Linked DNA regions of Anas platyrhynchos: region 1 is linked to region 2. The links are chromatin contacts, called in public Hi-C maps. All regions are on one chromosome and are shown on one strand. The core of a region is the stretch at or near the end of the contact, and the rest is flanking DNA. Distances in the headings are between cores, read along the strand shown. Region 1 overlaps BLK (BLK proto-oncogene, Src family tyrosine kinase). Region 2 holds the start of LOC140002270 (gallinacin-11-like).

Region 1 (4,711 bases), core at 55-2,554, 150 kb before region 2:
CATCTGTGTTGTGGAAGGACCTCCAGGGGTCTCTTCCCCACCCTAAAGCAGACCAGCTAGGGAAAAGAGAGGTGACTGAAGATTATCTGGTTGTCCCTTATCTGGACTTCGGTACTGTGACAGAGGGAGAGGCAAGCTCTTTGAGTTGTCGGTGGTTTTTTTTTGTTGTTTTTTTTTTTTTTTTTTTTTTTTTGTGTGTGTGTTTTTTTTTTTTTTTTTTATTGTTGTGTCTTTGTTTGTTTTTTAATTCACTTCTTTAATATGTAGTATTTATGAATAACAAGTGGGGAGAGTCTTGTGGCAGAAACTGGGAATCCAGTGATGTGGCTTCAGGCTTGCTTCAACTTTCCACACCTAGCTGCAGACACAGCTCAAAGCCACAGCCTCTGAGCAAAACAGAGAGTGACACTTCTGCTCGGCTCGACTTGGCTGCTTCAAGCTTTGGGACGCCAGCTGCGTGCTGGTAGAGCTGCACATAAACACATGTGCGGGGGCGATATCTATTTATGGATGGATGGGTCTGTCGACTTCTTTATCTACTTGTTTATTGATCTGTCTGTCCATCCGTCCATCCATGGATGGAGGTCAGTGCACATGGAGGCGTGTGGACAACCCTACAAATTTGCTGTGTGTTTATAAATGGGGCTGAGATGAAGCCAGGCTAAGATGTAACGGGAAGGTGCTGATGGAGACGGGCTCTTTCCTCCTCTCCTAGGTGGCAGAGGGGATGGCGTACATCGAGCGAATGAATTCCATCCACCGCGACCTGAGAGCCGCCAACATCCTCGTCTCGGAGACGCTCTGCTGCAAAATTGCTGATTTTGGCCTGGCCAGGATCATCGAGGACGAATATTTGGCACAAGAAGGTGAGTGGCGTTCCCAGCATTGCCTCACCGAACAAATTTCCCTTATCTCCAGCCCTCCTGCCATGCAGATCTGCCAAGACATGGGGCACCCGAGGGCTGAGCTGGGACCAGGCACAGGGCTCTGCCGTCGTTGGCCTGAGACCAGACCCCCCTTTCTGCTGCTGTCAGCACCCAGGAAGCAGGCAGAGCAAGCACGAGAGCCAAAAATGGGCTCCCACAAGAGGCAGCAGCACTTGGGGATATTAAAAAGCAAGTGAAGTTTGCAGAGAGAAAAGGGATTAAAAAAAAAAAAAAAAAAAGTCTTTTGGCACTGTTTGGGGCAGTCCTGCTGAATCTCAGGTTGTGTTCCTAGAGAAATTTTGACCTCCAGTAGTGAAACTCACTGCCTGTACCTACATGTTAACAGTGAGTCAGCCCGAAGGGAAGGAAATAGCAGTGTAATTCAGTCACTGCACACGCGGGACCACAGAGGGGAGCTGGAGCCATGTATCTGGACCTCGGGGAAATTTCCAGACGTCCCAGGCAAGCAGAGCCCAAAGCAGATCACGTCTCTTGAATAACAACAACTTACAAAGTGTGGGATGGGGTTTGAAGCCTGGGAGGTGTTTCCTGAGGGAACAGCACACCTAAAACATCTAAAACAAACAGACAAACCCAATATTCCCTGTACTAACATGAAATGTCCTTATGGTTCCACCTGCAAAGCCAAACCCCTTGCTGGGGCTGCTGAATGTCTGAGCTGTTGGTGGATAGGAGAGCACGGCCATGAGAGGTGGCAGCTGGTTTGGTTGGTGCAGAAATCTGTCTACAGCCTTCTGGCAGCAGGGTTAAGTCAAATTCCTCTGGCTGTGGCTTTTTTTTCCAGTACTTCAAGGTCAATGATGACAGAATGCCATTCAGATTGTAAAGGGGCCCTACAGAGAACGATGGAAATAAAAGAAATGGTGAAAACCAAACAATTAAATCTGGCGTGGCACTTACCAGAAAAAAATGAAATTCTGGAAACCCACCTTCTTCCAGAATTGGGATGAAACTAAGGTGCCCCATATGGAACCATATGGAATATTTCGAGGAAAGGGAATTGAATAGATTTATTTTTCTTTTACAATAGAAAAATTCTGATTCAACTTGCTATTCTCAATATACTTTACGATACAAATTATGCCCATTTAAATATATAAAATTATTTCAAAATGGAAACATCTCACAAACATAATTTGTGAAATGTCATGAAGGGACACTTTGAGACTGTTGCAGTTATTTAGGGGAGTTTTTGTCCTAAACAGAAGTTTTGGTGAAATCAGTATAATTCTGTTAACATACTCAGAAGATCTACATTTCCAGTGGAAAACAATTCTTATCAGCATTTTTCCAGCTAGCTTTAATCTTGAATAACAACTGCCCCTCTATCTTCTTTGAACAATTTTCACTTAATAGATTGCATTTCCTAAACTCATCAGTCTGCTTGTCAAAAGTATGACATGCGAGAACAAAGGCACTTATTTCACACACTGCCTTTGGGCTTTCAGCCCTGCGAGGGTATATACAAATAAAAATGTGTTTTTCCCTGCAGTCTTTAACACGTTCAGTTCCTATGCCTCAAGGTTGGTTTGGCTTGTTTTTTTTTATTTAGCCTCGGCAAAACTGAAATTGCAATCGTGTGGTCGTTACTGGCTGCAGTTGCTGAAAAAAGGTCTTGGTGGACAGAACCAAACAGGATGTTTTCTGTTTGTAGAATACATACGCAGATTTGAAAACCAGAGAGCCTATGTCTGCATCATTTGTGCACTTTTGCTATAAATAGACTCCTAGAAGTGAGCAATTTAATACAGAAAAAAATCCCGCTGTCATTGGCCTCTAATCAAGCTGTGGTAAGCACTGACTTCAGGTAGCACGGGCACATCCCTTGGGCTGCAGGAACACGCTGGTTCCACACGGCAGGTTAGCAAAATAGTGTACCTAGAGGGTACACACAATAGTGTACCTAGAGGGTGTTTTTTTTGTATTTTTTTAATATGCATATTGGCAGCTACCTAATTATTTTTTTTTTCCAATACTTGGCTTCTGTGTATCAGTACCTATGCACGTTTATAAGCACACGTATATCAAAAAGTCTTTAGAAGTGAAATAGCTCTGATGACACTAGAAAACAGAACTGAGAGAGGCAAAGTGGTGCCTGGAAAAATGACCTTTTAGTGAAAGCAGGAGACAGGCAGCAATGACCTTCCTCTGGCCATTTCTTCTTAACTCCACAGTACCTTCAATAAGTCCCATGACATCTCCCTGATGCAAACAATGGCTTCAAATTTGGGGGAGTCACTTGCTAATGCCCATGAGCACCTCCTGATTTTCTTTTTTCTTCCTCCGGACAGGGGCTAAGTTCCCGATCAAATGGACGGCGCCGGAGGCCATTAACTTTGGAGTTTTCACCATCAAATCTGACGTGTGGTCTTTTGGCATCCTCCTGACCGAAATCATAACCTATGGCAGGATCCCTTACCCAGGTACGGTGCGCTGTGAGTAAGGGAGGAGCATGCAGAAGCTTCATAGCATCTAGTGATGCTTCATGCCCGGAGACATGTAGAGGGGTACTCCCAAAAAAAACCCAAAACCCACAGAGGGGAGTTGGGGAGGGTGCAGAGGGATGGATAGGGGAATACAACCATGGATAGTGCCCAGAATTGTGGTTTACCCTTGCCCCTGCATCCCCACGGTGCTGAATAACCCCTTCTGGATTGCGTTCCCCTCTAGGGATGACCAACCCCGAGGTGATTCGTAACCTGGAGCGGGGCTACCGCATGCCCTGCCCGGACATGTGTCCTGCCGAGCTCTACAACATCATCCTGAAGTGCTGGCGAAACAAGCCCGAGGAGCGCCCGACCTTTGAGTACCTGCAGTCGGTCCTCGAGGACTTTTACACGGCCACGGAGAAGCAGTACGAGCCGGAGCCGCAGCTGTAGGCCACGGTCCCACCAGCACCTGGGGACAGGGCTGGGGGGAAGCCACCATCCCACACAGCCCCACGATGGCTCTCGTCAGGCCTTTCCCTTTCTCCTGAGTGATGCCAGGATGCGTTTGGAGACGGGGAAGGAGGAGGGAGGTGAGGGGAGGTGGCTGCTGCCAGCTCTGTCACTGTCACCGAGACTGAAGAGGAGCTGGTGCAGCTCCTTCCTCCTAGGCCTTGGAGGATTGCTCCCAATGAGGGACTCTGCTGTGACCTTCTGCTGCCTCCTTCCTGACCCACCTTGGGGGCAGAAAAGCCTCTCAGCCCCCCTAGCTGCCATCCCTCCGCCTCCAAAAAGAGGGGAACGTGGCCGGGAGCGGGGTACGAGGCGGCTGCACAATGTCCCCCCCATGCTGATGCCACCACTGGCATTACTACAGCCCCCTTCACGCCATGGGCAGGGGTGAGATGTGTCCTCTCTGCACCTCCATGGGCCATGCCAGGCCCCCAGGCTCTGGAGCAACCCCTCCATGTGGTGCCAACCCCAAATCCGTAATAAAGAACTGGATACGACCCTTTCCCTTTTCATTATTCGGGCATCAGGAGAAGAAGGTGCTCCTCCACCTCCCGTACCTCCTCCCAACCCAAGGAAGAGGCTGTGGGGTTCCCTTGGGCTGTTTGGTTTTTTTTGGGGTGGTACCGGGGTGCAGGGGGGGTTCCCTGGCTGCAGGGGGGGTCCCCAGGGTGCAATCCTGCGACCCCCAGCACAGGCAGGACGAGAGCCCGGAGGAAGGGGAGATGTTCATGTCGTGGCCACGAGATGTCCCTGCTTCCCTGCAAATCTGGGTGCCTCCCAGAAGCGGGGTGGGAGTAAAAAAATAAATAAATAAATAAAATAAAA
Region 2 (4,744 bases), core at 977-3,476:
GGAAAGTGTAATTATACCCTTGTGGTGCTCATTATTCTCATTTTGCAGCCACACAAACTAACCGTAGAGGAGCATCCACCTCTGGCCATGGTCAGATACAGGATGCTGGATGAACTTTAGGTCAGACCAGCACAGCTGGATATAAAGCATGTATAGATGTAATGTTTGATTTTTTAATTGACTAACAAGGGGCTCCAAAATAAGCAAGTCCAGAAAGGATTAGAGAAATTTATGAGGAAGAGGTCAGCTGGGGCCTGTTAAACCCAGCTGTGTGGATGCAGTCAGCTGGCCCCCAGCTAATCTCCTCTCCAAATGCTGCCTGCCCAGGCAGGGTTTCCACACCTACCTATGCAGCAGGTTTTCTGACGTTGAGAGCAAGTTCCAAATGCAGCAAACGGTGGTGGGCAAGCTTTTGGTTGGAAGCAGAAACCGTGGTAGCGAACACAACGTAAGGTGTCCTTGGGCAAGCCGAGACCTACAGGAAGAACGGCATTCCCAGTTGTGCTGCAGGATCAGTCCATTTCCCATGGTCTTCCTCCTGCTGAAACCCCATGGACCCCTAGTACGGGTCTGATACAAATACCCCAAAAGCACAAGACAGATTCTCCAAAATTTCTGAGAAGCCTCGTGGACCTCACAGGACTCCAAGGAAGGCCTTTGTACAACCAGAGAAAAAGATAGCTGTTGTTTCTGATCATATCCTGACCTTGATCATATCCTATCCCTTAGTGGGTAGCCTTCAGATGCCCCTTAGTTCTGGGACTGCTGTGCTTTAGGCTGGTCATGGAAGGGACAACAAGGTGCTTGTACCTACCCACCTGAGATGTACCTACACCTTACACAACACCCAGGGTTGGGATCTGGTCCAGTTACAAGGGACAGCAGATTTGCCCAGTTCCTTCCTTTTCTGAAAGCTTTACCCCAAGAAGGGGGAATTTCCTTAAATATGAAGAAAAGTTAGGCTAAAAGCACAATCAGTAAATGAATTGGTGCAACAGAAGGGCTGAGGAAGGGGAGCCAGGATATTCACAGAGCCAACGCAAACTTCTTTGGTGTAGTTCAACCTGAGTAATACAAGGTAATGCTTCCATCCCTTTCCTACAGTACATAAAGGAGAGTACTTGCGACCCTGGGTTATGAAGAGGCAGATCATTTCCATGGTGCCTTCTTCCAGCAGTACCACCAAACGCCATAAAGTAACTTCAAGGAGTTTTGAAAAGCCAGCGACCCCGTTGTGGTTTAACCCGTACCTCCCATCAGAAAATTCTGGTTTGGTATCTGGTCACTTTGGCTTCATCTTTCCTTTCAGTTCCAGGACTAAGAAATAGGGAACATCTCTAAAAGGAGCAGCAACAAGACTCTGACCTCGTAAATGCAGACCCCACCTGGGTCTTGCCCCTTACCTGGAGCAGCCTGGAAGAGGAAGAGGAGAACAGCCACGAGGCAGGAGAAAAGCTTCATGGCAGGAGGTCCCAGCTGCAGGGGACAGGACCACAGCACCAGAAATGTGGAGCAGGGCAGGAGGGAGCACTCCAGCTTTATAGAGCTGTGGGAACAGAGCTGGCTGTCCAGGGACCTTGGCAGTGGTGAGGGTGGAAGGCGGGCCACGGAGCCACAAGTACAGCTTGACCGCTGCACGCTGCTAAACCCGAACAATGGCAGAGGGGCACAAAAGCAATCCGAGAGGTAGCTACACCTCCCATAGATTAAGACACCGAGATGTAAGCACCTACATATAGTTGTGTAAGCACTATTTAATATTCTCCTAGTCTCCTAACTCATTCAGGACATCTTGAACCCTTTCCTTGAAACAACATCAGTGGTTGCCTTGCACCCTCCCTGGTTTATCTTGGAAATCCTGGAAAATCAAGACGAGCAGAGCAATCTGAAGATGTGAAAAATGGTGAAATGCACAAGAAAGTGAAGATCTCGACAGATAATGATGTCTCCTGGATCCTGTGCTTGCTCGTTTTGCTCTCAGACACCTTGGAAAACACCCAGATGGTGAGTTAACCCATCCAGGTCAAGCCAGCACACATCACAGGGCATTTCCCATCTCCACTCTTATTTCACTTGGAGCAGGCACTTGAACTCCAGCAGAATGTAGAAGAACTGGGAAGAACTTACACCTCAAAGGTAGAGCAGCAGGTTGGTAAGGCAAGCTGCAGATTAGTTAAGGTTCAGGGGTTTACGCTTGGATTCAGCCTGGAAGTGTTGAGCATCATATGGAAAACATGTGTCAGTCAGAAAGCACCAACCTTTCTTGGCAAAGCTTGTTTGGTTTTATGACGTATTTAGGTGAAATCATGCAGAAAATGGCAAAAAGTCTTCCCAGGGAGGAGTCAGTGTGTACCACTGTTCTCCCAGGTGTTGCTTCCTCATGCCCAGAGCAAGATGTTAGAGCAGCCTGAAATTAGCTGGCTTGGTTTGTGGTCTGGCTACCAGGACTTCATTTTCTGGAACTTGCTGTATTGTTAAAAACAGAATTTTGCTACTTACAGAGCAAAATCTTGATGTGTTGGAGGTGGTTTGCACCGCAGGGTGCTGTAGCTGTTGCTGAAGCTGTTCAACCAGAGCATGCTCATGCTGGTCTCTTCCCCAGCACCCAGTGCTTTAGGGATGCCCATAAGACAGAAGCAGGTGTTTGCCCACTGTCTGCTCCAAGGTGTCCTGAGGAAATGCTTTGTCACTTTTCTGTTGACAAATTAAATGCTGTAGGTTTTGTTTTGTTTTGTTTTATTTTGGTTTGGTTTGGTGTGGTTTATTTTATAAAACAGTGCCACCTACTTGAGCCTGTTCCTGCACGTGATATTTATGGATGTTGTTCTGACCCAGCGGCCTCAATGTCAACAATAGCAGCCTTCCCCTCCGTTAATGTGCATTGTTCTCTGCCTTTCTGGCTTCTTTCTTAGCTTTTCAGTTCAGATTTGCAGGCGCCATTGGGTCTCCCGGGCAGCCATGTGGCAGGAGGTCTGTCTGGGTCCCTTGCAGAGAGAAATGGATGAAACAAGGCACTGATGGGGAAACGTCAACTGTCTTGGATTCTAGTGGAAGGGAACATCTCAGCTCTCAGACAAGATCCAACATTGTATTTCATCAGGCTGAAAATGGAATCCAGACTTCCAATTTTGCAAACTTATTTTTAAAATTGAAAAATAAAAAAAAGTCAATGTTATGCTTAATTAAGGAATAGAAGCATTTACCTTATTTTATTTTATTATTTTATTTTATTTTTTTTATTTTATTTTATTTTATTTTATTTTATTTTATTTTATTTTATTTTATTTTATTTTATTTTATTTTATTTTATTTTACTTTACTTTACTTTACTTTACTTTTTTTTTTTTTTTACTATATTTTTTTTACTTTATTTTTTTTTTCCCCATGGGAAACGAAGGAGAAATACAATACCTCAAGCATGTTGATCATCTGCTAGAAGAGGAGTGCTTTTCTAATGATCTAACATTCAAAATCCTTCCCTATCACTTCCACCCATTGCACGTGAATATGCTCACTGTCAGGCTATAAGCTTTTGTACAGTCTTGATCCCTTTCAAATTATGACCATAATTTTTATCCTGGGGGAAAAAAAATCCTCCTTAGATTTGGTACTAAATTAATTTTGGTAAAATATTTGGAAAAATAAGCTGAATTTCCAGCCTGGCCTGGGGAAGGATGCTCGTTCACTGAGTAAAATGCATCTCTTGCCTGGCTGTGCGGCTGGTGCTGGCCATGAGCTAGCTCATGGCTCCCTCTTGTGGGAGGCTTGAGTGGGAAGAGGTGGAAAAGGTCCTGGGTAGGGCTTGCTCAGACTGACGGGCAGCTGCACGCCTCCTGCCGTCTGCGTTGCTAATTTAGAGGAAACATCTGATAATAGGTCTGGAGAGCAGGGAAGAGGTTTGGTTTCAAACACCGAGCTTGATGGAGTGAGTTCCCCACGTTCAGGACAAATATACAACTAGAATCTTAACTTGTTATAGCTTTATATGACTTCATATAGCATACAATTTCATAAAACCATGTAACTACAGTAATAATGGGAGATATGCTGCTCAGTGCACAGATAGACACCTTCCTTGCAGGCTCATTCAGATGTCTAAGGCAGAATCCCACCCCAGCAGATGTTCCCCTAGCACTTCGTGCCTTGCCAATCAATGATACCTTTCACAGTCGGAAATGGTCACCACATGATGCCAGTTACTTCATTTAAAAACAAATCTCATTTTCAAAAACTCAGATTGGAAGGGTTTCAGACAGTGTTTTGCTCAGATTTATTTTTTTTCATATAAGAGCATTTCCATGTAGACTTGTACCCTACCATTTGGACTAGATCTTGGAGGTCTTTTCCAACCCTAATGATTCTAGGATTAACCCAGGTGAGAATGCTGGGATTTGCTCCCCCACAATTATCTGCTAATATAAATACAATAAAATTCAGCAGCGGTCTTTTCCTCCAAAATAATATTCTTTATCTACTGCATTTATACACAATACATACAGTCTGTGGATAAGAAATTCATTGACTGTACAAGTCAAGCAAACTGCTTTAAGCATAGTTAGATAACTATATCCTTTGTAGAAAATTTATGTATCTATTGAACTATCACTTAAAACATTCCAGTAAATTTGGGGTTAATTTTTATTTGCTTTTATGACCTTTCTCTCATTATTTTATCTTCATCCATCAAGGATTTACTGAAAGGGGTCATTCTTAATAGCTGTGATAAATACTGCACTGCATCAAA

What was found. A called contact is a pair of places that touch in the nucleus more often than the background predicts.
Region 1: a contact with region 2 is called in a Hi-C map of subcutaneous adipose tissue, with 2.2 times the contacts expected there. The contact joins the enhancer-like site here to the promoter of LOC140002270 in region 2. A contact is called at or near these places in 3 of 8 Hi-C or Micro-C datasets (F1 follicle, liver and subcutaneous adipose tissue).

The regions. Positions count from the first base shown.
Region 1 is chr3:117,535,609-117,540,319 of IASCAAS_PekinDuck_T2T, reverse strand. BLK (BLK proto-oncogene, Src family tyrosine kinase) reads left to right here. Exons shown (of 13, transcript XM_005030599.6): 11 at 716-866; 12 at 3,239-3,370; 13 at 3,618-4,383. The coding sequence ends at 3,826. Among named protein-coding and RNA genes, the nearest start is that of BLK, 37 kb to the left of the region's middle. Within about 2 kb of position 1,304, at least 3 of the 8 cell types and tissues checked have an H3K27ac peak or open chromatin away from gene starts, as enhancers often do. A contact at or near this core is called in subcutaneous adipose tissue, where this site is marked.
Region 2 is chr3:117,388,188-117,392,931 of IASCAAS_PekinDuck_T2T, reverse strand. It overlaps LOC140002270 (gallinacin-11-like), which reads right to left and starts at 2,226. Exons shown (of 3, transcript XM_072036549.1): 1 at 1,404-2,226; 2 at 347-475. The coding sequence starts at 1,461. It overlaps LOC140002272 (a long non-coding RNA gene), which reads right to left. Exons shown (of 2, transcript XR_011808613.1): 2 at 2,719-3,135.